Regions from separate parts of the Mus musculus genome. Here all the other regions are linked to region 3. A link is a contact called in public Hi-C and HiChIP or PLAC-seq data. All regions are on one chromosome and are shown on one strand. Each heading gives the region's core, a stretch centred on a gene start, on an enhancer-like site or on the middle of the called end of the contact. The rest is flanking DNA. Distances are from core to core; before and after follow the strand shown.

What was found. Hi-C and Micro-C count contacts between places; a contact is called where the count stands out from the background. HiChIP or PLAC-seq counts read pairs in DNA pulled down with a chosen protein or histone mark.
Region 1: a Foxp3 HiChIP or PLAC-seq map of regulatory T cells shows a contact between it and region 3, with 5 times the contacts expected there. The contact joins the enhancer-like site here to the promoter of Ripor2 in region 3. A contact is called at or near these places in 9 of 39 promoter capture datasets (the C10 cell line, cranial neural crest, embryonic stem cells and 5 more), 1 of 15 datasets of contacts at CTCF or cohesin (CD8 T cells), 2 of 484 Hi-C or Micro-C datasets (Th17 cells and nephron progenitors), 26 of 115 datasets of contacts at active chromatin or transcription factors (the 230-238 cell line, the HPC-7 cell line, SST interneurons and 19 more) and 1 of 9 other capture datasets (pancreatic islet).
Region 2: an H3K4me3 HiChIP or PLAC-seq map of pro-B cells shows a contact between it and region 3, with 3 times the contacts expected there. The contact joins the enhancer-like site here to the promoter of Ripor2 in region 3. A contact is called at or near these places in 1 of 484 Hi-C or Micro-C datasets (B cells), 5 of 115 datasets of contacts at active chromatin or transcription factors (the 230-238 cell line, embryonic limb bud, embryonic stem cells and 2 more) and 1 of 9 other capture datasets (adipose tissue).
Region 4: a contact with region 3 is called in a Hi-C map of natural killer cells, with 2.8 times the contacts expected there. The contact joins the enhancer-like site here to the promoter of Ripor2 in region 3. A contact is called at or near these places in 3 of 484 Hi-C or Micro-C datasets (granulocyte-monocyte progenitors, natural killer cells and nephron progenitors), 2 of 115 datasets of contacts at active chromatin or transcription factors (effector CD8 T cells and microglia) and 2 of 9 other capture datasets (adipose tissue and liver).

Annotation. Positions count from the first base shown.
Region 1 is chr13:24,480,031-24,486,482 of GRCm38.p6, forward strand. No RefSeq gene overlaps it. Among named protein-coding and RNA genes, the nearest start is that of Gm22013, 3.5 kb to the right of the region's middle. Within about 2 kb of position 2,096, at least 15 of the 459 cell types and tissues checked have an H3K27ac peak or open chromatin away from gene starts, as enhancers often do. A contact at or near this core is called in CD8 T cells and regulatory T cells, where this site is marked.
Region 2 is chr13:24,397,675-24,404,093 of GRCm38.p6, forward strand. All of the region lies in intron 2 of Cmah (cytidine monophospho-N-acetylneuraminic acid hydroxylase), which reads left to right. Among named protein-coding and RNA genes, the nearest start is that of Gm11342, 25 kb to the left of the region's middle. Within about 2 kb of position 1,282, at least 23 of the 459 cell types and tissues checked have an H3K27ac peak or open chromatin away from gene starts, as enhancers often do. A contact at or near this core is called in the 230-238 cell line, B cells and pro-B cells, where this site is marked.
Region 3 is chr13:24,634,048-24,640,717 of GRCm38.p6, forward strand. It overlaps Ripor2 (RHO family interacting cell polarization regulator 2), which reads left to right and starts at 4,601. Exons shown (of 23, transcript NM_029679.2): 1 at 4,601-4,889. The coding sequence starts at 4,841.
Region 4 is chr13:24,782,711-24,788,873 of GRCm38.p6, forward strand. No RefSeq gene overlaps it. Among named protein-coding and RNA genes, the nearest start is that of BC005537, 16 kb to the right of the region's middle. Within about 2 kb of position 3,616, at least 121 of the 459 cell types and tissues checked have an H3K27ac peak or open chromatin away from gene starts, as enhancers often do. A contact at or near this core is called in effector CD8 T cells, granulocyte-monocyte progenitors and natural killer cells, where this site is marked.

The DNA.
Region 1 (6,452 bases), core at 846-3,345, 160 kb before region 3:
CTCCTCCTCCTCCTCCTCCTCTTCCTCCTCCTCCTCCTCTTCCTCCTCCTCCTTCTTCCTTCCCCCCCTTCTTTCTTCTAACTGCATTCCTGGCACATTAGAGAAATCAAGCCAATCTTTTGGTTTCTCTTGCAGACAAATTAGTAGGCTAGTAGTCATCATTTTTGAAGTATTATACTTTAAAAACTGACATGATTTCAACTGGTAATTATCTCCATTAAAATGTATTCCTCTTGTACAAATAAACACCATGTAAATAATAAGTATACAAAAGTAAAATAACAAATGTCGCCACCCATGAAAACAATGTAGGGTTTTTTGTTGTTTACTGATCCAAAAAGGTATAAAGTTTATTTTTAGAAAATTATGTTATAAGAAATATAACTTTTAGGCTGGTACATGCCTTTTCTCCCAGCACTCTGTGGGCAGAAGGAGGCAAGTCTCTGTGAGTTCCAAGAACGATCTAATTTTTATATTAAAATAAGAGAATACCTAATAGTGTGTACACGTGGTTTTGTGTGTATATGCAAGTTTATGTGAGCATGCTTTTTCTGTGTGTGTGTGTCTGTGTGCGCGCATGTGATACATTTAGATTCTTTCCATTGGCTAGAATTCCTGAGGCTGGGTAACTGAACTGTGGCTTTTGCTGACATCGGCTCAGTCTTCCAAGGCATGGACAGGCCTGTGCGTATGACCGCCCTGGAGTCTGTATTTACATAATTTGCATATGCTCCTATGCCTTTGCTGATTTTCCATGGAGTTCCACAACACTGATTCTGCAAAGACTCCTCCCTCTGCTATTTGCAATATAGACTAAGTTCTGATCACATTCTTGCTACGATAAAATATCCTGACAAAGGCGACTTCAGAGCAGGAGGCTTGTTTGTCTACAGTCACAAGCTACAGTTCTCCGTGTTGGAACAGTGAAGCCAGGAACTGGCAGCAGCCTGTCACGTCCACAGTGAGAGTAGAGCGGGAACAAATGGATGCCTGCTTTTGCTCAGCACCCTCTTGACATTTATCTGCTCCCCGCCCCAAACCCTGGGAACAGTGACACCCACAATAGGCAGATCTCCCCACCTCAATTAATGGGATCAGAATGATTGCCCCACAGATATGCCCACAGGCCAACCTCACTCTTCTGCACAGTCCCTCTCTGAGACTCTGTTTCCAGGTAGATCTAGGATGTGCCAAGTTGACAAGCAGACCTGACCATCACAGACTATTTCTCTCTTAAAATACCTTCAGAGGTTGGGATATAGTTCAACAGTACTACATCAGTCTATATAAGCCCCAGGCCATCCCCCAAAAACACCACCACTGTGAATACACTCTCTCGAGTGCACACACACGTACACACGTGCACACATGCACACACGAATGTACCCATGATTTCCTAAATGCCTTAAGGGTAATCATATTTTATGAAAAAAAAAAACCTAACAAATACTTTAAAATATACAGTACTTATACCAATCACAAGACATTAAATTACAAAAAATATAAGACTCTGTTTGACATGTTATTTTGTTTTTAATTAATAAATGTGTTTCTTTTTAGATAGTATATTTATTTGTTTGTTTGTTTGTTTGTTTATGTGTTTGTGTGGTTGTTTGTATGTGTACCACACGCATGTGCCTGCCGAGGCCAGAAAATGGCAGCAGATTCTACAAAGCTAGAGTTACGGGCAGTTGTGAGCAACTGGATATGGGCGCTGGGTATCAAACCTGGGGTGACTGCAAGAGCAACGAGACTCTTAACCACTGAACCATCTCTCAAGCCGGATTTATTTACTGGGAGGAGGGGCCACACATACCCTGCAGGGTAAGCTCTGTGGCAGGCACATCTCTACTCAGCCATCTCTCCAGCAACATGTATTATTATTTTAGCAGTAGAAGACCGAAGACAATTGAGAAAATAGGATAGCTGTCCAGAATGTAAAGATATTTACTTTTTCCTTTGGACACGCTGAACTACTCTAATTTGAGCTGGACAACACACCAAGGCCTGGGAAACTGCAATGAGCCAAAGTTGTCAGTAGGTGACAGAAGAGCACTGCACAGCACCAATTGAGCTCTTTGAGGCTGTTGAGCTGTTTGAGGTTATTGAGCTATTTGGTTGAGAGACTTACAGAGAAGCTATTCTCTTCAGGAGCACCTAAGGGGAGGAAGGCTTCCTTCCAGCACATTCCGTTCCAGGAATCACCCGTTTTTATGGGGAACCACCTAAGGCATTCAGGTTACATCTTGTAAAAGAAGAGCTCTTGTGAGGGCATACGACATCTTCATTCCTTCTGCCTTTCAGATTGAGGATAATCAGATCGTATATTTCTTTTCTAAAACAAGATGTTGGTGTGTAACCCGGGATGCTCTCAGACTCTCAGCTCTCTTCCTCCCTCCATTCCACAGTTCTGAGCTTATAAGAATTACAGACTTACCTCTGATTGGCAAGTGTCTATTTTCCCTGCAAACTCTGAGAAACTTTGTATAGCTGTATCCAAAGAAAGAAGTGTTTTCATAATGCCATAGAGAACAGTTTGAGTTTTGCTTCATTAGACAAAGCCACGTTTCTTCTTGTCTTCTGGGTCATTGCCTTCTCCTGCCTGCTCCTTTTCTAATTGTACATCTTTGGGAGACTAGGCATCAAAACAAGCCTGACTAAGGCCTTTATTTATGGATGTGCTGTCCAGTGAATACAAAAACACTAGAGTCCCTGGCTTAGTCCGGTTTTGTCAACTTGACACAAACCTAGACATTATCTGAGAAGATGAACCTCAAATGAGAAAATGCCTCCATCAGATTGCCTAGAGGAAACTCTAAGAACATTTTCTCCATTAAATATTGGTTTGAGAGGATGCAGCCTAGTGGGGGGGGGGCGTCTGGGTGTGTAAGAAAGCAGGCTGAGCAAGCCATGGTGGGCAAGCCAATGAGCACTGTTCCTCCATGGCCTCTGCTTCAGTTCCTGCTTCCAGGTCCCTGCCTTCAGATCCTGTACTGATTTCCATTTATTTCCGTTCCTTCTCTAGTTGCTCTTCATGGTGTCTTATAATAGGACTAGAGACCCTAAGACACGGGGTTCCAGAGATGGCTCAGTGGTTAGGGGAACTGACTATCCTTCCAGGGGACTTGGGTTCAAATCCCAACATCCACATGGCAGCTCACAGCGTCTGTAACTCCAAGATCTGACATTCCTACATAGACATACACTCAGGCAAAACACCAACACACATAAAATAAAGTAAATAAGATTTTTTTTAAAAAAGATGAAATAGAGGAAACCAAGACACTCCTCTAATGCTGAAAACTCTTTTGGTTTTTTTTTTTCTTTTTATCTTCCTCTTTTCTCTTCTCTTCTCTTCTCTTCTCTTCTCTTCTCTTCTCTTCTCTTCTCTTCTCTTTTCTTCTCTTCTCTTCTCTTCTCTTCTCTTTTTTCTTTCTTCTCTTTTCTTTAGAAAAGAGGACAGTGGATTCTTAGTGTGTTCCCAGCCCCAGCCCATGGATGTTCAGGAAGTGGAGTTTTTGCTCATAAACCAAGCTAGGTGGTGTGGCCACAGATATCACACTGCCAAAGGGCACAGCCCTGAGAGGCCTTGTGTGTTAGTGATCCTCTGGTATTCCAAAGGATGGGCCCTGCCTAATCGTCTACCACAGTGTATTTGGTTATTTGGGGATGGTCCTCTCAGTACAAATCTGTGAAGACCTTTGGTTCATTGGCACATTTATGGAGTCTTCGTTCAGTAGCTGTAATTGACTTGTGTATCCAGGCCCCAGCCAGCAAGAGAAGAGCTTCATTTCTCTCTCCTGCATAAAAGAACCCTAAGGCCACAGTGAGCTGCCTTCCTAAAATAGGTCAGATTCTTGCAAGGCCAGGCAGCAAAATGATGTTTCTAAGAACTGCAGGCCAATGCTTTCCTGGAAAAATTAATTAAAATATCAGCGGCTTCACAAGCCAAGAACAAGCATCGTATGGCCCTCTGGGTAGGAAGATGCTATAAGTATTAGGTTCAATTAGACTTTGGAGTCACAGTGACCAGGACTCTGGGACCATTACATCAGTGAGTCTCCATTGTCCTCCCCCTACCAGTTCAAGTCCTGCAAACCCTGGTGCATCTCCATGGCACTTATGGTGGATATGACATGTCTGTTAGGAATCATTGTCACTACTTTAGCCTTGGATACAGCACACAGAGTACTCATGAAGACAGACTGGCTCCGGCACCATTACCCAGCAAGTGTGGCATCTGTGTGCCTGTCCCAGAAGAGACCTATTCTGAGCTTAGAATTTCCTTTTCCCATCAAAAGGACAAGGCTTCAAACTTCAGTCATGTCTCTCAAGAGTGACTTGGGACAGGAAAGAGACAGTTGGGAGATAGTTGAGTGTCCCGAGTAAGAAGAAAAGGCTGCACTGGGAAACTGAAAAAAAAAATAATAACAATAAAAGGAGGGGGTCCCTCCCAGGGAATTCAGCCGGGGCTGTAAACTTCACAGAGCTTGTTAGACAAAGCAAAAACTGCATAGAAATAAAAATGCAAACCCCAACTTCAGGAGAGGAAGAATTGTGGATCGAAAGGAGAAAGGAACTGGGTCTCCAGAAAAAAGCACAATCCCTAATCTGTTCACAGGAGCCCACGCTCATTGGCACAATCAGCTTGGGGGGCGGGGTGGCGGGGGTCTCACTGACTTATGCTGTAATCGCTGGGCAGTTCCCACCGGGCACTCATGGCTTCTGGAGCTTGTAGTGCATAGACGATGGATTCCAACTTTAAAGGGTTTGACTTGCAATTTTTAAACTTCACAATGGTGCATAAGTGTACTCATTCTATCTTCCCCTTTCATAATACTTTTCGATATGGACACTTTGAAGCTTGGCTTTGTATTAGCAGTTCACTCAATTCCAGGCTAACGTAACCATTAGGGAAACTAGACCAGGCTGGGACATTCCACTTGTTAAGTTTATTTTGTTTGTACCCCTGATTGGCCTGCATATCATCATACAGCCTAGGCTGGCCTTGAACTTGCAGTGATCAATCCTCTTGATTCATTGCCTGAGTACTGAGCTAACAGCCAACAGCCAACAGCCACACTGCACTTGGCTTTGGTTTTTTGTTTTTTTTTTTGTTTTTGTCTTGTTTTGTTTTTTAATGTCTTTATAAATATATTTCCACGTTCATTGCATTGTAGCCCATAATAAGTGAAGATACATGAAGGTAACTGGGAGGGACCTGATGCTAAGTCTCATTCCAGATTTGGATTCAATTTTCTGTACTGGTTTTCATAGCTCCTCGGACCTGCCTTACCAGAGGCATGGCTGACTTTTTAGGGGCAGATCAAAGGAAGGTAAACTTTCCCTCTGCATTGCTGTGTGCCTGCTTCCCAAACACTCCTGCCCCGGCCCCATCTAGTTCCCAGCGCTCCTTTCTTCCTTTGCAGCCAAGGATCCCTGGCCTCTCCTTCCTGTATCTTCTGCATCCATCTCTCCTCTTCTGAACCTCAGAGCACCGGGCACCTGAGCATCTATTCCGTAGCCAGGCAGAGAATGTGAATTGCTCTTGACTGTTGGCTCTGGAGATCAGGGACAGCTTGTTGTAGCCTGTGGTCACACTGCCTGATCCACCCATGCTTTCTAGGAGCTCTTATTAGTAATAACACCTAAGACATACATAGCCATATCATGTACTATATATTCGGCCACACAATACAACACGCATTGATTCTGTCAAAATCCAAATGTGTTCGCAATCCTATTTCAGCATCAAGGAAATGGACTGTCAGGGATCTGGACATCTTGTATGGCCAAGGTCAGACCACCCCTTTGGATCCAGAATCTGCACTTGAATCTTTCTACATTCAAAGTAGGTGTCCCTAGTGCCCTGTCCGAGGTACAATGAAGGGGTAGAGGAAGTGGACCCAGGACCTTTGCAAGGATTCTAGGCAAGTTTGTAGCTTGTACCCTGTATGACCATCAGATCCGTAGTTTGCAGGGATGAGCCCCTAGCATGCAATCGTGGTGTGAGAAAAAGTGGGGGTGGATGATCAGAAACCATCGAATGGTTCCTGCCCCTGCCAGCCGTGCCTGCTGACCTCCCTGGGGAGGATGCCTTTCTCATCTAGATGACTGTCTGGGTTTTAAGGGCACATCTGCATATTTTCCCTTCCCCAGGTGCAGCAGCGACAGCGTGGATGTTTCAGATTCTTGGTGCTTTCAACGTTGGGTTATGTCAACAAGGCTGTCCTCTGAGGATATTAAAGAGTATGAGAGGGTTTCACTCGCCGGAGGAACATGAAGCAATATGATAACTTCCAAATTATTAACATTAGGTAAAAATAATTCCTGAATGTTCCAGTGCCAGTATAGACACCTTACTTTTACCCACGGCTCTCCATTAAAATGCAAAGCTTTTTAAATGTTTATTTTATTTTTAAAAGTATGTATGTGTGTGTGCACGTGTCTGG
Region 2 (6,419 bases), core at 32-2,531, 240 kb before region 3:
CTCTCTCTCTCTCTCTCTCTCTCTCTCTCTCTCTCTCTCATTCTCTCTCTTTCTCCCTCTCTCGGTATGTCTCTGTGTGGGTATGGGTGGTCAGGGATGTACCCACTCAGAGGCCAGAAGAAGGCATCAGGTATCGTCCTCTATGTTCACAGCCTATTTCTTTGAGGCAGGGTCTCTCCTTGAATCTAGGGCTCCTGTCTTCTTAGTTAGGCTGGGAGCCAGCAAGTACCAGCAAACCTCCTGCCTTTGCCCCATTCAGAGCAGGGGTTAACTGACACATGTGCGATGCCCAGCTTGTTAAATGCGTGCTGGGATCTTCAGCCCTTATGATTGTGCAGTAAGCTCTCTTAACCCCTAAGCCATCTCTCTAGTCCCCGCTTTTCATCCTTGAGAGGCTAAGGAGATGAAGATTAATCCTCCAAGACAACTTCTGAGTGGGTAGACATTGTGTTGTCCTCCTTAGGGTATCACTTCCCCCACTGCCAAACTGTGATACATCTTAAGGTCACAATTGCTTCCATCACCTGAGTTCCTTTTGTAATTGTTTTAGTGTAGTACTTTAAAGCTCAGCAAATTTTGAGGGAAGTCTTGAATAAAATTAGAAAACTTATATTCCTCATTTAAATAACCCAGGAAATATATACTTAATGTCTTGGGGAAATTTATTCCAAAACAGGCAAACAGGTCAACTGAGAGAATACAACAAAAGCAAAATGAATTTTTGTGTCTTCTGACACAATCTGATACAAACGCAACTGTAGGTTCTAACTCAAAATAGCAGAATCAGTCAGGAGATTAAAACAGACCAAAATCGGCAGCTTGGAGATGCTTGTGATTAATCCCTTGTTTTCAGTGAGTTTTGGACCTTGTTTATAGACATTGTTAGGTTCACTTGAGTCTATTTTAAGCATAAATAAATTTGACATGCAAAGTAACGGGTTTCCTTTTGGCATCTTCATGCGTATAGTTTGTTCTCATTTGCTTTCTCGACCCAGTGTCTGCACCCTGGGGCCCACTTCTTCCTCCAGATGGTTGCCCTCCTTCTCCCAAGAGTCCATCTTCTGCTTTCAGATCATGCACATGTTTCTAAACACACTGAATATGTGCCATCCTTTTTGTGGAATTTAAGAAGCTAAGAGCAAAGCTCAACTTGAGTTTTCCTCTCTTCCTCCCTTGATACCTCTTCCTTCCTTCTCATGATCCCCTTTATACTTTAACATACACACACAAACACAACCTTTTGGTTTCATGCCCTCTTTATACGGCATGATGAACCCAGGAAATCGTACCACCATACCTGAAGTGGCTTCTTCCTTCAAAGTTCCCTCAAGGGGACTGCAGGGTGACTTTCAGTAAAACTGCTTGCTGTCTCTCTCTCTCTCTCTCTTTTTTTAAAATTTTTGCTTCAGTCACCCTTATGTTGTTAAAAAAAAAAACCATAAAGAGCATCTCTAGCAGCCAAGAAAAGTCAGTATCAGAATCCAGAGCAGCATTTGAGAGGCCTCTGTATACATCAGGAGCACTCTGAGACACAAAGTAACTTCTCAGGACTGTGTAATTACCATCCTGGACTGTTTTCCTTTCCTTTGCTTATCTTATAGTCCTGTCCTATCTATTTTAGTAAGTCTATACAATAATAAAATCTTGTTCTATCATATGGAAGTTATGCAAAGATTTTTCTTTCTCTACCTGAGAACGGTGGTGCAGACCTTTAATTCCAGCTACTCAGGACGTTATGACGAGAAGATTGCTAACTCGAGGAAACCGTGCCGTGGGCAACCGCTTGAGCTCCTATATCAATACTAAAAGTAAAAAATCAACAGTGGCAGAGGACTTACCAGCACACGGAGCCCTCAGTTCAACATCTAGTACCACAAAAATGTATCTTTATTTCCTCTTTAGTTTTTCCTAGCAAAAGATTCATTCTCTATCACTAACTGGCCTTTTTTTTTTTTTTTACAATTATTATGATTTTTTTAAGTAATTTTGTGTACAGTGTCTCAGGCTGGCCTTGAACTACAAACTTCCTACTTTTGCTTTCTGAGTGCTGGGATTATGGATATATGCTACCAGGCCTTTCAGAAAACAAATTATGTTGCTTAATTATATTATTATTATTATTTAAATTGGCAACTTGAAACAAGACAAGATTATTTGGGACAGGACACACTAGTTTATCATAAAACCGTTTAGGTTTTTAAGTTACAGGAAGAATGCATTTAAAAACACATTTTATTTAAATTTACTTAATGTATTTACTCTTTATAATTACTTGTAGGCCTCCCAAGATATCATCATGTAACAGTCAAGACTTTATCTATCTATCTATCTATCTATCTATCTATCTATCTATCTATCTATCTATCTATCTATCTATTTATTTATTTTACCAGTATAAGCCCTTAGAGCTTGCTGTTCCTGAAGCAGAAAACACTGGCTATTCCACTGTTAAGTATGAAACAGATAAGTATGATCCGGATTGACTGCTAGCCTAGGCAAAACAGTTGTTATCAATAAAACAATTATGAGCATGGTATCAACTTTTGATGGCCTATTCAGAACTGTGTCTTCAAGACCCAGGATTCAAGATGCTGAAAGAACGGGGCAAATTGTAGTTTAATGGTGTAGAAAAACTTACTTCAATTTCAGTACACTTCTATATATGAATGTAGCAAAAAAAAAAAAAAAAAAAAAAAAAAAAAAAAAAAAAGCAATAATGCAAGGAAGGTTGAGTTCAGAAAAACATGGCCAGAAAAAAACATGATCAGAAAAATATGTAAGTAAATGCCAGAAAGCACATACTAAATATTAACAGAGCAGCCCGTTCCCAGAACTGCCTCAGGACAGACTGATGTAAACACAATTGCCTGGTGTGTATCTTCCCAGGTATAATCTGGGAAAGCAAGGCAGAAGGCCATATCCGGATTCAGAGTACACTGACCAGATTGGGTTCTATAGCTATGTTCTCATATTTAACAAGAATGAACCTCTCTTATACAGTAAATGTAAATGCTTGTCACAGGAGGCACAAAATCATGTTCAAGGACAATCCAGGGGACAAAATGCACCTGAGGTAAAAGGCCATCTCCCTTTTTTCCTGGAGCTTTTCTCACAGTCCCCCAAGGCATTGTTTATCATGGGTCCCTTCGATGTTTGATCTGACAGTAGGCAGGGTGCGGGGTTGGGAATATGTACACTACACATAGTGTATAGGTGCCCAAAGAGGCCAGAAAAAGGGGTACAATCACCTGGAGTTACAGCCATTGTGAGCTACCAGAGGTGAGAGCTGGGAACAAAACTCAGGTCATCTGGAAGAGCAGGAGTCACATCTAACTGTCACATCTAACTGTTGAAAGGTCTCTCTAGTTGGCAACTAAAAAAAATCTTTACTTTTCTTTCAGCAACAAACTTAAATTATCATATTTCCAAAACTATGCTCACATAGCTAAGAATGGTAGCTTTGATCCCAAACAGGTAAATCTCTAAGGAACAGTCAGTGATACCTAGAGAGACCCTGTCTCAATAAAACCAGAAATAAAAATTTATATATAAAATATAAAATAGAAATAAATTGGAAAATTGTATAAACACACATATATTTAAATCATGTGAATTAAAGGGCATTTGTGCTAAATTTACACTTTAGTGGGTGCTGATTTATCTATAAGCTAATTTGGAACTATACAAACAATATGCAATCATAAGCACACAGGCAGATATGATATACGATACGTACCTGTACACATACATAAGAATAGTCAAAGCCCCAAGATTTCATAGCTTCACTTAGAATCATCATTTGCTAATTTTCAGAAAGTTAAACCCGTGGCGATGTGACTGCTTCCTTCAGGGACCTAGGCAATCAATCTTTAATCGCAAATGTATTCCTTCAAACATAGGTCTTTTTGCAAAAGAAAATAATAGTATGTACATCTAAAATATCAGAGCATAATGTAAATATCATTGAGAAGGCTTTAAAAGTCCAATGTGGCAAAAAAAAAAAAAAAAAAAAAACAAAACCCAAAATCTGGGGCATGTTCTAGATACTTCAGTGAGTTTCTTTTGCAGTTAGATAGTACTGGGATTAAAGGCGTGTACTGTTGCGGCCAACCAGCAGCTCGAAACGAACGGTTCAACTGAGATGGCAGCTCGGGCTGAAAGAGAGGAACTAGACGGACAGAAGAAAGAACGGAGCCAAGTCAAAAGCAACTCTGATCAAAGCTCAATTTTACTAAATCAGCACGCAGTTATGTAGGAGAGGAAGGGGGGGCCGATTCCCGCCAAATAGTCTGGGGGACCAGTAGCAGGGTGACCACGTGGATGGCTCCAAACAGCAAAGCGGCAGGTTCCAGCAGTGGGCGTGGCAGAACGATTGAGCAGGCAAGCTCCATCCAGGTGTAAACAGAGGAACCCTAAAGCTGGGGGAGGGGAGGCTACAGTGTACCACCAAGGTGTCTCATGCAATTAATTTTTGAAATGGTCGGTTAAATGTCAAAGGTCCTATTTTGGTAGCAGTGGCACAGCTAAGTGACAGAACCCCTATGATCCTGTTGCTGTCTGTGTGGGTAGCAAGAAGCGAGTGGACATTGACTGCTGCCTGACTGTCCTGGTGCTGGCCCTGCCACACTCCTGGTGGCCCTGGGCACAGAACTCTGTTACCTTGCACATCAGGTGTGCTGTCTTCTCACTGCAAAGCTCAGGGTGGCCATGAACAGATGACAACAGAAAATGTTATTGTAATAGTGGGTGGGAAGCAGCAACGTTGTACAGCAGTCACTGGAAGATGCTTACATAGTCTGCCCGAAGTTGGGACACATTGAAAAGCAAGTTGAGTTTACTGCTCAGAGAGTGTGAATGCTTCCAGTGAATGCTCCTCTGCTGGGAGAAGTAACTGTAGTTAATGAAGTGTTTGCAGAGCATCTGTTATGTCAGATGATCAAGATGATGCCATGAGGCCCTTGACTCATTGCTGAAGGGAGCACGTGTAAAATCCATTGGGGAGTTTCTATGCTACCCTCAAATATATGGGGTGAAGTAACTTGCTCCAGCATGCTTGCCTTCAAATAGTAGTGGATAGACAGGCTAAATGATCTTTATCATTCCCCTCTCTTTCTCCCCCTCCTCCTCTTCCTCCCCCCTCTCTTTCCCTCCTCCTCTCCCCCTCCCCATCCCTGTTCCTCCCCCTCCCTCCCTTCCTCCCTTCCTCCCCTCCTCTCTCTCTCTCTCTCTCTCTCTCTCTGTGTGTATGTGTGTGTGTATGTGTGTGTGTGTGTGTGTGTGTGTGTGTGTGTAACCTCCTCTCAATAGTATTGCTAGGAAAAAAAAACAGCTTCTGTAATGAGAATTCTGGTTTCTTTAAAGACTCAGTTATGCTATGTGAATATGTTTTTGTTTTAATCCCAGGTGTGGAATAAGAGGCTGTGTCACAGCAGGTGATTATGACTTTCCTCTTGCACTACCAGGGGCATGATTCTTGCCAGTTGCAGATAGTTAAATTCTGAGGACTCTGGAGAAGGTATAAACAGAAGAGCCCCAAGGGCCTGTGGTGGCTGCTGCTTCCTGCTGTTGCTTTTAATAGATTGCTGGTTTACCATTGTTGGGTTTCTGGACATTGATATTCTGACAAGGAAGATCTCTGTCTTGCCCCTAGAGACCAGATGCCTCTAATTAGCAGGAAGCAGCCTAAGGAGATCCATGCCTGACCTACCCAGTGCTGTGGGGTTGAAAGGGTTAGAGTGTAATAAGGATTGAAAGAGTGGTAGATAGAAGAATTCAATGAAATAGCAATATATACGTGTGTGTGTGTGTGTGTGTGTGTGTATGTGTGTGTGTGTGTGTGTGTGTGTTGTGCCAACAAACTTCCTAATGGGTGCAGGTAAACATTATGCACTTCTCTTTTGATCATGCCTTAGACTCAGTCTTTGGACCAGGGACTAGGCTTTGTTATTCAGAATTCAAGGTATTATCTACAGTAAAAAGTGCTTCTAAGAATTCTGTATTTTGGGATAGCAATGTTATTATAAGTCTCACATAATTTGGGGTGTTTTGTTTTGTTAGGTTTTTTGCTTTTGTTTGAGAAAGAGCCTTGAATTTATAGAAACCCATATGCCCCTACCTCCTAAGTTCTAGGATTAAAGGCTGCTCCCAACACATATAATATTGTAACTTGTCTATGTCTACCCCTGGGTTTATGTCAAAAGACTTAACAATCTTCCCATTGAAAATGTCTGGGTTGGGCTGGAGAGATGGCTCAGGGGTTAAGAGCACTGACTGCTCTGCCAGAGGTCCTGAGTTCAATTCCCAGCAACCACATGGTGGCTCACAACCATCTGTAATGGGATCTGATGCCCTCTTCTGGTGTGTCTGAAGACAGTGACAGTGTACTCATATAAATAAATCTTTTTTTAAAAAAAAGAAAA
Region 3 (6,670 bases), core at 3,351-5,850:
AAGGGAGGGTCATGTGATTAGAGACAGGTCTTCAACATGAGGTCCTGAACTCTGCTCCTCTCATGGACGTGAGGCATCCCAGTTAGAAAGGAAGCCCAGATCTCAGGCTAGATCTGATCACCTCTCCAGGAACTGTCAACGAAGGCCAGGAGTAGAAGCCAGAAGTCACCAGTGTCCTAGGCACAGGATACACAGAAAAATTAAACACAGAAGGATCTGATAGATCCCAGGGAGAACATCAGCTTCACTTGGCAATGCCGGGCATTCCTCGGGCACATGCTGAGCTCTGAGTTACAGAGATGGAGTTCTAAATTGGGAAATCAAATCAAGCTTTCCTTGATTCTTCTGATGAACGGTGTATTTATCAATCTCCACCAGGCTCACTGGGCTGATTCTGTTAGCCAAACATCGGCTCAAAAATTCTCCGGAAGGAGAATGACACAGCCTTACTGTTTCGGAAAGGGAAACTTGTCGGTACTGCTGAAGTTAAAACACAGTTTCATGCTACCAAAAATAAAGCCGTTCCCATAGCACCCAGAGCACTTCCTCTTTCCTATGGCACACCTCACTTGCTCATCTCCAGGACCACCCCACCAAGCAGGTCGGGTTGCTGCAGTAGCCTTCCCTAGCCCACTACCTGATACTGTCCTCACCCAATGGTCCACTGATAGTAGCTGCCATTTTTATTTGTGAGTATTCTTGATGAGGAATGACGTGAGGGGGTGGGCTGAACTATGCTCTAAGGAACCATTCTTTTCTTTTTTAAGTCAACAAATTTTTACTTAAGGGATTTTGTATGTCGCTCTCTCGCTGCCTATTGAGGTCACGTGGCTCCTTCAAAGCAGAATTCAACATTTTAAGACAGCCCTGTTCTAAAAGCACTGATGCTCAATCCAGGCATGCAGTCAGCCCACATTTCCCTCATTTGAGCTTCTTCTGTTTCCACATGAGTGGAGAACATATTCATGAATTTAGAGTCCTCCATCTGAGATGAGAGAGACACCCATGACAGTGTGACAGTGCTAAGTGGTGACGGTATTCGTGACAAGGCTCCTACTTTGAAGGTGAAGCCTGGAGCTGAAGGCACGAGTCTTATTATAAATGGATGGAGTTTGTTTGGTTTGCTTTGTTTTACCAACATAGCACTGGCACAACCTACATACAGACCTGTGTGCAATATCATAGGAATGAGTGTGGTCTAGATTCCTTCGTGTTAAGAGAAGTGGAGTCTCAGAAATTGAGGGGGCAGATCATGTATCCTAAAGTGGACCATAAAGCAAATTGTTCCAGGAACCATTCCTTTCTGCCGGCATGAGGAAATGTAACTGTCTCCTAGTGAGGAGGTTCCCAGAGTACCCCTGCTTCCATGAACAGAACAGATCTGTGCTTCATTATTTCCCTGGGTAAAGTCACAAGAATGCCCTTGGCGGATAGGAATGCTCTGAATTCTGCTTAGGGAGCGGTAAATACACCACAAGAGAAAGTAGAAATAAGGAGAAATCCACCCCTTCAAGAATGGGGACTCTGGAGATCTCAGCAGAGACAGTAGGTGGAGATGCCTGCTGTAGAGCTTTGGACTGAGGTGCCTGGCTTCTTCTGTGTACTCTTAATTTGGTTGCCCTGACGGACAAATCACTTAACTTCTCTGGCATGTGAACCACAGGGCCCTATCAGGAACGAATTCTGTCTCGTTAGACCTATGATGCTCCGTCCATCCGTAACTCATGCTCATACCTGCTGTCTGAGGAGGATTTGTGCTAGGACCCATAGCGGCTACAGTCATCCAGGACAGATCCCAGTCCAAAGAGGAAACTGACCTGGGTTCAGGATCTACCCTTCCATCATATACACACTGCCTGGGGAACCAGCTCAAAGTGGCACTTTGCTCAACCCACTTCCTATTTATTTGCAATTTCAGTTCTGCCCCAGGTTGAGGAGTTGAGCCCAGGAAATGTAACACTGTTTGGAGCAATCACACTTCAGTACCTGCAATATTACTCAAGGTAGAGGTTCTAGGCATCTTGAGATCTGGCTGTTAGGAAGTTCAGAAGTGAGAGGACAGGAAAGGGACAAGGGGCCGGAGGGAATGGAGATAGCTGGGGGCTTTTTAACTGAGTGTGAATAAATGGCTGCTGCTATCTGGATGTGGGCAAAGGCTCTCCCGACGGAGATAAGCCAGGCTGACAAGGGAAAGGAAATGCTTGTAGACTCAGGAACTGCTTCAGAATGCAGTTATCCATCTTCCATCTGATAGGCCTGGGACACAGTGGGTAAGGCAGAAATGGTCCCTGCCCCGTGAGCTCACAGATTAGTGACAGGCAAAGAATGGTCAGCATTGGAAGACAAGTGGGGATGGAAATGATCACTGGGGACATGGATGTACTAAAGATGCCAGTGGTCTGCGATGACCCAGGAAAAGGCTGCGAAGGTTTGAGGAACCAGAGAGAGGCCCTGGAGATAGTGGAGATCTATAAAGGGTTGGCTCACCAGGATCTTGTTAGCAGTGGTGCTGAGGTTATGTTTCTTGTTGCTATGATCAAATACCTGGCTCCATTCGAGAGGATACTGACCATCATGGCCAGGAAGTGCTGGTGGCAAGTACCTTCTCTCCTTGTATTCGGACCAGAGCCCCAGCCCAGGAATGGAAGGTGCTATCCACATCTAAGGCCGGCCTTTCCACTTCAATTAACTTATCTAGGGAACCCTTTACAGACTGGTCCAAGGGTCTACTGCTTAGGTGAGTTTAGATTCGACCAACCTGATGATGAAGATTAACCATCACCAGCAGTGTGGACTTTGGGTTTTATTCTGTATTCCATATAGGGAACTGAAGCAGGATTTAAAGCCACAGAAGAGTCACATTGTGGTTTACAGGGTTGTTTTTTTTTTTTTTAAGGCCACTGTTTCTGCAATGTAGATAGACTATTGTCTATCACTGCCTAAGAAATCAACATACAGTCATTTAAAAGAACACACAGCATTAACTCACAATTTCCACTCGTCAGGAATCCAAGCCCGGCTTTGCTGTGTCCTCCAAAGGATGGGTGTGCCATGAAGAATGTCTCCCCACAAGCCATGTCTCTTTTTTGCATGAGCATCTAAAGTCGATGAGGCTGGGTCATCTTGGACAAGTTAGGCTAACTCTCTGTAACCTTAGTTTGCCTGCCTATAAAGTGGGAATCAAAATACTGAAAGGTTACAGCCAGGTGTAAACAGTCTAATGTCAGGGGATAAGAAGATCGCCATAAACTTACGTTTAGTTCTGTACGGATTGATGCATTAGGGACTTGCTTGTTGAGCAGAACACCCATGAGGAAACACACAGAGAGCTTGCTTGCCCTCTGTGTGCTAAGCTGTCACATGTGTAGTCGTAGTCGACGCTTTCCTCCTAGGAAGGAATGTCCACATGGGAAGGTGGCTTCCTGATGGGGAGTGTGTTGAGTTGAGAGAAGGGCATTGGAGAATGCAGCTGGCAAGGGTAGCCTGTCTGAGCTCCTCTCAAGCCATGGCCTCGTGGTCCAGGTGAGAGGCCTGTACAGTGCTCCTCCTTGGGTGATCCCTGAAGTCTGGCTGTATCCTTAGGTGGGGTGTGATTCAGCTGCTTGCGTTTTCCAGGTCTAAGGATGTCCAGGTTTCCTGATGCTGCCATAGACTCCTCTCCTAGCCTTTGTTGGTCAAGGTTTATACTTCTTGATTCTAATGTCCTCATAAAGTGACTAGGTCTCAGCTTGGAATGTGATGGATGAATTTGTGGGACACTTTGATTTTACATATTGTAAATACACAATTGTATGAGTAAGACAGTTTCCCTGAGGAGGAAACTGAGGCCTGGAAGACTGCCAACCTAAGGATGGACGCAGAGTCCACTCTTGGGCTCCAGGTCCTTAGAATACCCAACCTCATACTCTTCACTCACACACATATAATAGCCTAGTTACCAATGCTGACCTGGGATTTACTATATATAACCCAGGCTGGCATCGAACTTACAGCAGCCTTCCTGCCTTAGCCTCTTGAATGCCACCACACTCAGCTTCTAAAGGTCCTTTTTCTATGGAATGTTTCTGTCTGTCAGACCCACCTACATTTTATAGCCTTATGTATAATTCAAATTCACACCAAAAGAGAGGTTTCAAAGTCAAACAAAAGTCTTGCTTCTCCCTATCATAGTGAAACCTCTGTCGAAACAAGCCCTGGGTACTTGTACCCAGAGGCCCTCTCCAACCGGGCTTTTCAACATAACTCCTGCCTTGAGCCTTGAACTTCACTCTTCACCACTGCACACAACCCTCCCCCATCTCATCATTTGCAATGCACGGCCCTTTTTGAGATCCCCAAAGGCTGGCTGCACAGGCACTCTTGTCTCAGCTGAGATCTCCTCTAATGCTCCGTGTCCGGCTGGTCTCAACTCCCCTGCGGCGGAGTCCTTCTAAGCTGCGCCACAAGCTAGTGTCCCAGAGCCTGACGTGCAGGCAGACGATCAGCTGGAGGCAAGCACCCAAGCGCACCCTGAAGGAGTCGGGCTGAAGGGACCATCAAGCAGCTGTCTCCACCCGCCCTCCTCCCTCGCCCCCCCCCCACCGGTGACGCGCCAGCCCCCGCGTGCGCGCCTCCCCACCGCCCTCTCCGCTACCGCGCTCGCTCCGCTCTCTGCCACCCGCGCGTCCTCTGGCCCCGCAACTTCACCCGGCGCGGCGGCAGCTGGTGCGACGCCCGAGCGCTGGGGCCACGACTGTTACCCTCGGACCTTTCCCTGTTGGCTGGGAGGAACGAGCACCGGTGTCCGCGGAGCCGGAGGTGCACGGCAGCGAGGGGCGGTGCGTGGGTGCCGAGGTGGTACATGCCACCCGGTACTAAGCGTCTCCGGGCACTAGGAGCGTTCTCGGCAGGTAGGTGCACGCGCCTCTTAAACACATTCTCTGCGGCTGATTTTGGTTTCCACCGGCATGAGGTGGGTGTATGGAGGAGTGTCCTGGGCTTGAATGAGCCTGGCATATTAAGAAGAACCCTTGGGTGTCCGGGCTTCCTAGGTCCTGGCGAATCCGGGGAGCCTGATGTGGGCTGGGACGAGAAGGGAAGTTATTAAGGAAGAGGGGCCGTGCACTTAGCGCAGGCCGACCCAAAGGATGTCCCGCACTGTGGAAGGACCGATTGAGAAGGCTAGAGAAGCCTGTGGCACTACCTAAGGTAGGGGCTTGTCAGGGACAGGGGATCCCGCGGGTGGGATCGTGGATGAACCCTGGCTTCCGAAAGACTTCCGGGCACCCAGCAGCGATGGGTGATCCAGCTCAGAGGGAGGATCGCAATTTCCAAGGGCTTCATGTGCCTCCAGACTGAGCAATTGAGCTTGGCTGGGACCCAGCTGTTCCAAATTGGCCACGTGAAACCGGTGAGAATGGGGAAGAGGGCAAGCCAAAAGAAATGTGTTGTTTTTGATGCCAACCTGTGTTTGGAAAGACTGGGGTACGGGGTCACACTTGGGGAACACTCTAACCCTAGCAGGTGTCTGTGATATTGAACGTGCGCGGGGGGTGGGGGGGGGGTTCTGTAGTTCTCCCTCAGGCTATTTATTACCTCATAGCTCCCTCCCACAGTTTCCTGGATAGGGATGCAGACCCCTCGCTGTAGAAGAGGGCGGGCGTTGGAATTCGCTAAGCAGAGCCATTCAGGTGCGAGAATGACAGGACTGTGGACAGTCACAGCTCCTGAGTGAGAAAACAAGACGAAATCCTAGAGAAGCTAGCAATGTTTTTTGGGGAGTGGGGGTGGGGCAGAGTGGGATCCACAGCCCATAGGCTCTGGTCTGGGGGACACCTATATGTTGCATGAGTGACTGTGAAGAAATGTCAACACTTCAGCTGGGGGAACAATGTGATTGTCTTTAAAGCACACACACACACACACACACACACACAAGCTGCCTTTCCTCTCAGCTCCCCTTGCAAATATGAGCACCCGCCCATTGTTTCCTGACACAGTCATTTCTTCCTTCTTCTGTTTCGTTGTTTTTGATGTTAGTTGGTTGGATGGTTTTGTTTTGTTTTGGGAGAGTTTTCTGGGTCAGGTTTGCCTCGCTCCTCCTTCCCACCCTCACCCAGTATTCCTACTAGCCTACTTCTCTTAGAGCAGGCTCTGAGAGTCCCATTCATAAGGTTTAGCTCCACTAGAGCCTTCTATCTGCTGTTACAGCAAGAGAGGTCAGGGCACAACTCCTGCAAAGAACCAGCACCCTCAATCCAATCTCCAGCAGTTACCTGTAAAGTAGGCACCCTCGCTTTGCGGCAATAAATCTTAGGGCAGGGAGGGGGGTGTCTACTCAGTCCAACCTCCAACAACATCAGAGCTCCTGCTGACGTCCCAAGAGTGGAGATCCAGCCACAAGGTGGCCTTTGCCCTAGAAGTTAATGCGTTTGCCTGTCTAAAAGCTGACTGCACCCAACCATCTGAAAAAGAACATTGGAGAATATGTTTAGTCAAAACATAGCACATGTGTTGCTTTTCCAAAAGCCCCCTGATGGGTGTTGTTGCTCTCTTCCTCTGACACTCTGATGTGAGATGTTTTCACTAGGAATATTTTGTCCTCAATATAAATATAGAGACTGCCAAACCCGAGAGAGGGAAGGCTGTTAGCCCGGCCAGAGGCCTTGCCCGGAAGCCTGATTACCAAAAC
Region 4 (6,163 bases), core at 2,366-4,865, 150 kb after region 3:
TATCCCGAGCTTTTGCCCCCGCCGGCAAGAACACACTCAGGACAACCGGAATCTTCTGTGGCAAAGTTTTTATTGCTTACTTATCAGGAGGGAAGACCCCGAACCGGGAAAATGGCGCTGCTTATATAGCCTGCAGCGTGACATTTCAGCACCTGATGTGGCGTGACAGCTCCTGATTCGTTGCTCGCCCATCACCCCATTACTACGCTGCGAGATGGGCAGTGACTAGGTGTGATTTCACTCTTGCACTTGCGCATAAGGCTTATTTACTAGTTAGGTGCAGTGGAAGTAAAGATGAAGAGAGAATTTACCTCACAAAACTGACCTCTGACTTCCTCATGCACATATGCCTACCCCCAGGAATAGTAAATAAGCCTTCTTAAGAGGCCAAGTCACAAAACAATGGAACTAGGGAACAGTATCCTGAGGGCTGCGAGCAGATTGATCTGAGAGGGTCCTGTGGAAACAGAAGAGAGAATTCTAAGAGAGTAATTAACTTGATAAACAATAGGGCCAGCACGATGGCTCTGCTGGTAAAGACACTTGCTGCCAGGCCTCATAACCTGAGTGCAATCCCTGGGATCCACGGAATGGAAGGAAAGAATTTATATCCCCTGAAGCATATAATCCTGCTCCACCCACACATGCAAACTAAATCAATAAGAATGCAATACCAGGGCTGGAGAGATGGCTCAGCGGGTAAGAGCACTGACTGCTCTTTCAGAGGTCCTGAGTTCAAATCCTAGCAACCACATGGTGGTTCACAACCATCTGTAATGAGATCTGATGCCCTCTTCTGGTGTGTCTGAAGACAGCTACAGTGTACTCAAATAAATAAATCTTTTTTTAAAAATGCAATACCAGGGTTTTTTTGGTTTTTTTTTGAGGATGTGAGTACACTGTCACTGTCTTCAGACACACCAGAGAGGGCATCAGATCTCATTACATATGGTTGTTAGCCACCATGTGGTTGCTGGGATTTGAACTCAGGACCTCTGGAAGAATAGTTGGTGCTCTCAATTGCTGAGCTATCTCTCCAGCCCACAATCCCAGGTTTTTATTTATTTATTTATTTATTTACTTACTTACTTATTTATTTTTGGTTTTTCGAGACAGGGTTTCTCTGTGTAGTCCTGGCTGTCCTGGAACTCACTCTGTAGGCCAGGCTGGCCTCAAACTCAGAGATCTGCCTGCCTCTGCCTCCCAAGTGCTGGGATTAAAGGCGTGCACCATCACGCCCGGCTAATCCCAGTTTTTAGATCTCTGTCATTGGTAGATTATAATAGAGTGTGTTGATATATTTAGGAAGAAGTGTCACAATATTTTTCCAGAAGAAAAGGAGAAAAGAAATTCCCACTGATTTCCTCTAAGCTGTTATACCAAACCCCAAGCTGTAAAATCAAACCCACAGAATTCTTCAAATATCATGGTTGGATTCAATTTCAAAAATATCCATCCTCAGGAAATAGAGAGTGCTGAACAGGTAGGAGCTCACACTGCCCTCCAAAGGGTCTCAGTTCCCAGGTAGGAGCACACACTGCCCTTCAAAGGGTCTCAGTTCCCAGGTAGGAGCACATACTGCCCTTCAAAGGGTCTCAGTTCCTTCAGGGAATAGAGAGAGCTCTGAACAGGTAGGAGCTCACACAGCCCTTCAAAGGGTCTCAATTCCTTGCACCCACCTCAGGGGATACACGACCACCTGTACAACTCTACTTTAGGAGATCTGATGCCCTCTTCTGGATTCAGCGTTTACCTGCACTCACACATGCACAGACATGAACACATATAGACGTGGGCTTTTTTCTAGCCTTTCTTTTCTGTTGTCTTGAGACTGGCCTCATTAGGTATACCTAACTGACTTGCTATGTAGAGCAGACTGGCCTGAAACTAACATATAACTGCCTACATTACATCCTGAGCACTGGGATTAAAGGCGTGCACTACCTTGTCTGTAAAAAATCAATATATAGATAAATAAAATCTTTACAAACTTATTCACAATAATTTAGTGACCTCTCTCTATCACAATAATCCCCCCTTCTCACTAGGTAACAATGCTGTCTAAATTAAAAGCAGATCTTTGAAAGACTCTGTCTAAATTAAAAGCAGGATTTGAGAGACTCATCCATTTAACCTTCTGCATTGAGTTTATCTCATCTGTTGACCAAACTTAACTTTAGTTCATAGCTAGACAGTATTCTTTCAAACTATTGTTTGAGGCAGTGCCTCACAAGTTCAGGCTGGCCTTGAGTTCCTTCTGCGGCCCATGTTGGCTTTCACCTCTGCATCCTCCTGCTCCTGCCTCCCAGGTGTCAGGAATTCAGACACGCATCACCACAACCAGCTTGTCCCTTAGAAGTTCAATAACAAAGATGACTGGATTTTAGTCTGTCTCCCTAAACATGGACTGTATTAAAGCAAACAGAATGAGCAGATTGGATGGGGTAGACAGTAGGCTTCTCGTCTACCTCCACACAGAATAAGGCTCCTGTAGTAATTTTTTTTTCTTTGCTTGAGAAGATAACACTTCTCAAGTATCAATTCAAATATTTAATGTGAAGTGTCTCATTTTTCTCCTTATTCATAAAGCAAACAAATTCTTAGTAAAACCCTCATGCCAGGTGTTGGGACTATGAGTTTTGAAGATGGTTCTGCTGGCCTCCATGGGCACACTAAGGACCACGCCCATGGTTCTGCTGGCCTCCATGGGCACACTAAGGACCACACCCTGAGGAAATGGAAGGTTTACTTTGACTCCTGTTACCCCGGCTGTGATGGCCAACTTTAACTGTCTACTTTACACAACTCAGAATCGCTTGGGAAGAGGGTTCCCAGGAGGAATTGTGAAGATCAGGATGGCCTGTGGGCATGTCTGTGAGTGATTGTCTCGATTGCTTGCTTTTAACTGCTGTAAGACTGGACCCAAAAGTGGGTGTCACATCCCTGCTTTTGGGTGCCGGGTTGTATAAGAACAAATAAATGAACAGGAAGCATGCATTTATTTCCCTCTGCTCTTGACTGTGGATGTCATGGGACTAGCTGCCTCAAGTTTCCGCCTTCACATCTCTGCTACAATTGGGGTGTAACCTGAAATTGGGAGCTAAATAAACTCTTCTTCCCCTAAGTCGATTTTTTTTGGGGGGGGGTCTGGGTTTTTAACACAGCAACAGAAATGCAATGGAGACAGTGGTGGTTCTACTTTTTGACTAAACTAGAGAGCCAACCTCGAGACTTAGAAAGAAAGGCCTCATGGGAAGAGGAGAAGTGAGGGGTCGCCAGAAGATGTGAGAAATGAAAGAAAATAGGAAGAGGATGTGGGAGTTACTTCTCTCACTGCTGTGGCAAAACACCTGACGAAGGGGACTTAGGGAGGTGGGGAGGGCAGAGGAGAGCACGTGGGGAGGGCAGAGGAGAGCACAGTCTGCATGTGGCGACAGCCTGTGAGGAAAGCGGGTGCATTTCATCCACAGACGACAGATGAATGCTGCTTCCGAGCTCACTTGTTCCTTTGTCCTGTTTCATTCAGTCTAGGACTCCCGCCAAGGAAGGTGTCACCCAGGGTAAGTGGTGTCCTCTCAGCCAACCGCTCAGCGAGCACCTTCCCCCACCCACCCTAGGATGAGTCACTGAGGTGAATCTAAATCCGGTGAAGTCGACCATGAAAATGAACTGTCACAAGGCACAGCAGAGAATTCAGGAGGAGGAGGAGCCTACACAGGCCTAGGATCAAGAAAACTCTTCTAGATGCAGTGAGCCATCAACAAATCATTGATGTGTGATGGAGCTGGGCAGGCAAGGGGCAGGAAAGGGTAAACAGATTGCAAGAGGCAGAGGAGGAGGCAAGATAGCATCTTAATGCCCGGTATCCCCAGTGCCCCACACAACAAGCATGAAATAGACCGATTTAGATATTACACAGAATAAGGCTAGTTTGTGCCTTAGTCTGATAGGTGGTATCACCCAATGCAAGCTTGAACAAATCCCTCTACATTTGGAGTCTTGCTGTCCTTGCTGCAAAGATGGATAATTTAGGGAGATTTGACAGAAGACCCAGGACCTACTTGTGAAGATCATTGACAGGAAGGGCTGTAAAACAATCAAACCAGGACAGCAGGACAGCAGGACAGCAGGACAGCAGGACAGCACTGGCATCTTGAAAGGAAGCATGTTTTGTTTTGTTTTCTGAGACAGGGTCTCACTATGTAGTTCTGGCTGTCCTGGATCTTACTGTGTATACCAGGCTAGCCTTGAACTCTCAGAGATCTGCCTGCCTCTGCCTACAGAGTGCTAGAATCAAAGGTGTGTGCCACTATGCTGAGCTGAAAGCAAGCATCTTAGGATCTAAGTGTTGGTTAATGATAAAAAATTAAGCAATATGGCATGACCTGTTGGTGCAGGCTTTTAATTCATCGACCTGGGAGGCTCAGGCAGGAGGACTGAAAGTTCACTGCACACCTGGGCTAAAGCATGAGTTCAAGGCCAACCTGGGCAACTTAGTGAGACTGTCTACAAAACTAAAATGAGAGCCAGGGATATAACTTAGTGGGAAAATGTTCACCTAGCATGCACAAAGCCCTGCTTCCAATCCCCTGCAAAAATAAAAGAAGTACATATAAATATATCTATTCCTTTATCAATAAGAACCTGCTGTCAGATCGACTAAGGGAGATTTAGTGGTCTGATAGGTCTCACGCAGTAGGTCAGGAAAGGAGTAGCATGCGCTTCTGTGGAGTCAGAAAACTAACTCTGTGGGTTCAGTCCCAGCACTGAAAAATAAAGTCTGGCAAACCAAGAGGGAAAAGGTGTGAGTGTTTAAATGGTGCTAGAAAAGAGCCCGTAGATGGGAAAGGTTGAGGGACCAGGGAAAGACAGCCTACGAGGAAAGCATGGGCTGCACATGGGAAGCCAGAAGAAGGTTTCCCGGGCATGCAGAAGATGTGTTCCTAGGCGTGTATCATCTACACTACACAGGGTGGATTATTTTTAGCAGGAATACGCACACACACCATATGACAAAATTATTTTCAGAAATAAGTGTGAAATGAAGTATGGAATAAAATCCTAGGCAAGTAAATGCAGAAAGAAAAAAATGTTCTGTTCTTGGGAGTTCCCTAATCCTCACCAGGTGATGTCCTGCTATGCCACACACACACACACACACACACACACACACACACACACACACACACACACACACGGAGGTTGCCAGGAAGAAAGAAACAAACAAACAAAACCAAGCTGCATCCCCCTGACCTTGGGCTCAAAGGTCAAGTATATCAGGAAAGCTAGGGTCTGTCTAGAAAGGAAAAGTATTCTTTTACTTCAAGACAGAATCCTGGGGCTGGTGAGATGGCTCAGCAGTTAAGAGATCTGACTGCTCTTCCAAAGGTCCTGAGTTCAAATCCCAGCAACCACGCGGTGGCTCACAACCATGCGTAATGAAATCTGACACCCACTTCTGGCATGTCTGAAGACAGTTACAGTGTACTTACATATAATAATTAAAAAAAAAAAAAAAAGAGGGGCTGACAAGATGGCTCAGTGGTTAAGAGTGCCGACTGCTCTTCCGAAGGTCCAGAGTTCAAATCCCAGCAACCATATGGTGGCTCGCAACCACCCGTAACAAAATCTGATGCCCTCTTCTGGAGTGTCTGAAGACAGCTACAGTGTACTTACATATAATAAATAAATAAATCTTAAAAACAACAAAAAAAGAGTGTTTAAAAAAAAAAAAAGACTTGACTCTTTTTACTATGTAGTCCAGACTGGCTACAAATTCATAATCCTCCTGCTCCCATCTCCTGATTATTGGAATTCCAGGCATGGACCACCACATTAAACAGGGATTTTGTATTAGGATCATCTTCTCCACAAAGCTATCCACTTAACCCATCTAAGAAAGTTGCCACCAGCAAGAAGACTCATGAGGGACCCAGCTCCTCAACTTCTCAACCGCCAGATCGGTGGGAATATAACTTGCTTCTCTTTATAAACTGTGCAGTCTTGAGTTTTTTCTCATAGCAACATTAAACAGACTGAGACTCTTTGTTTTTCAGCCGGAGGTCCACCCATCTGCTTATTGAACCTATGGCATGGCTATCAAGCTGGGATATGACAAAGTTCATAAAACTATGAGTCACAGCCCTAAAGTGGGGATCATGTT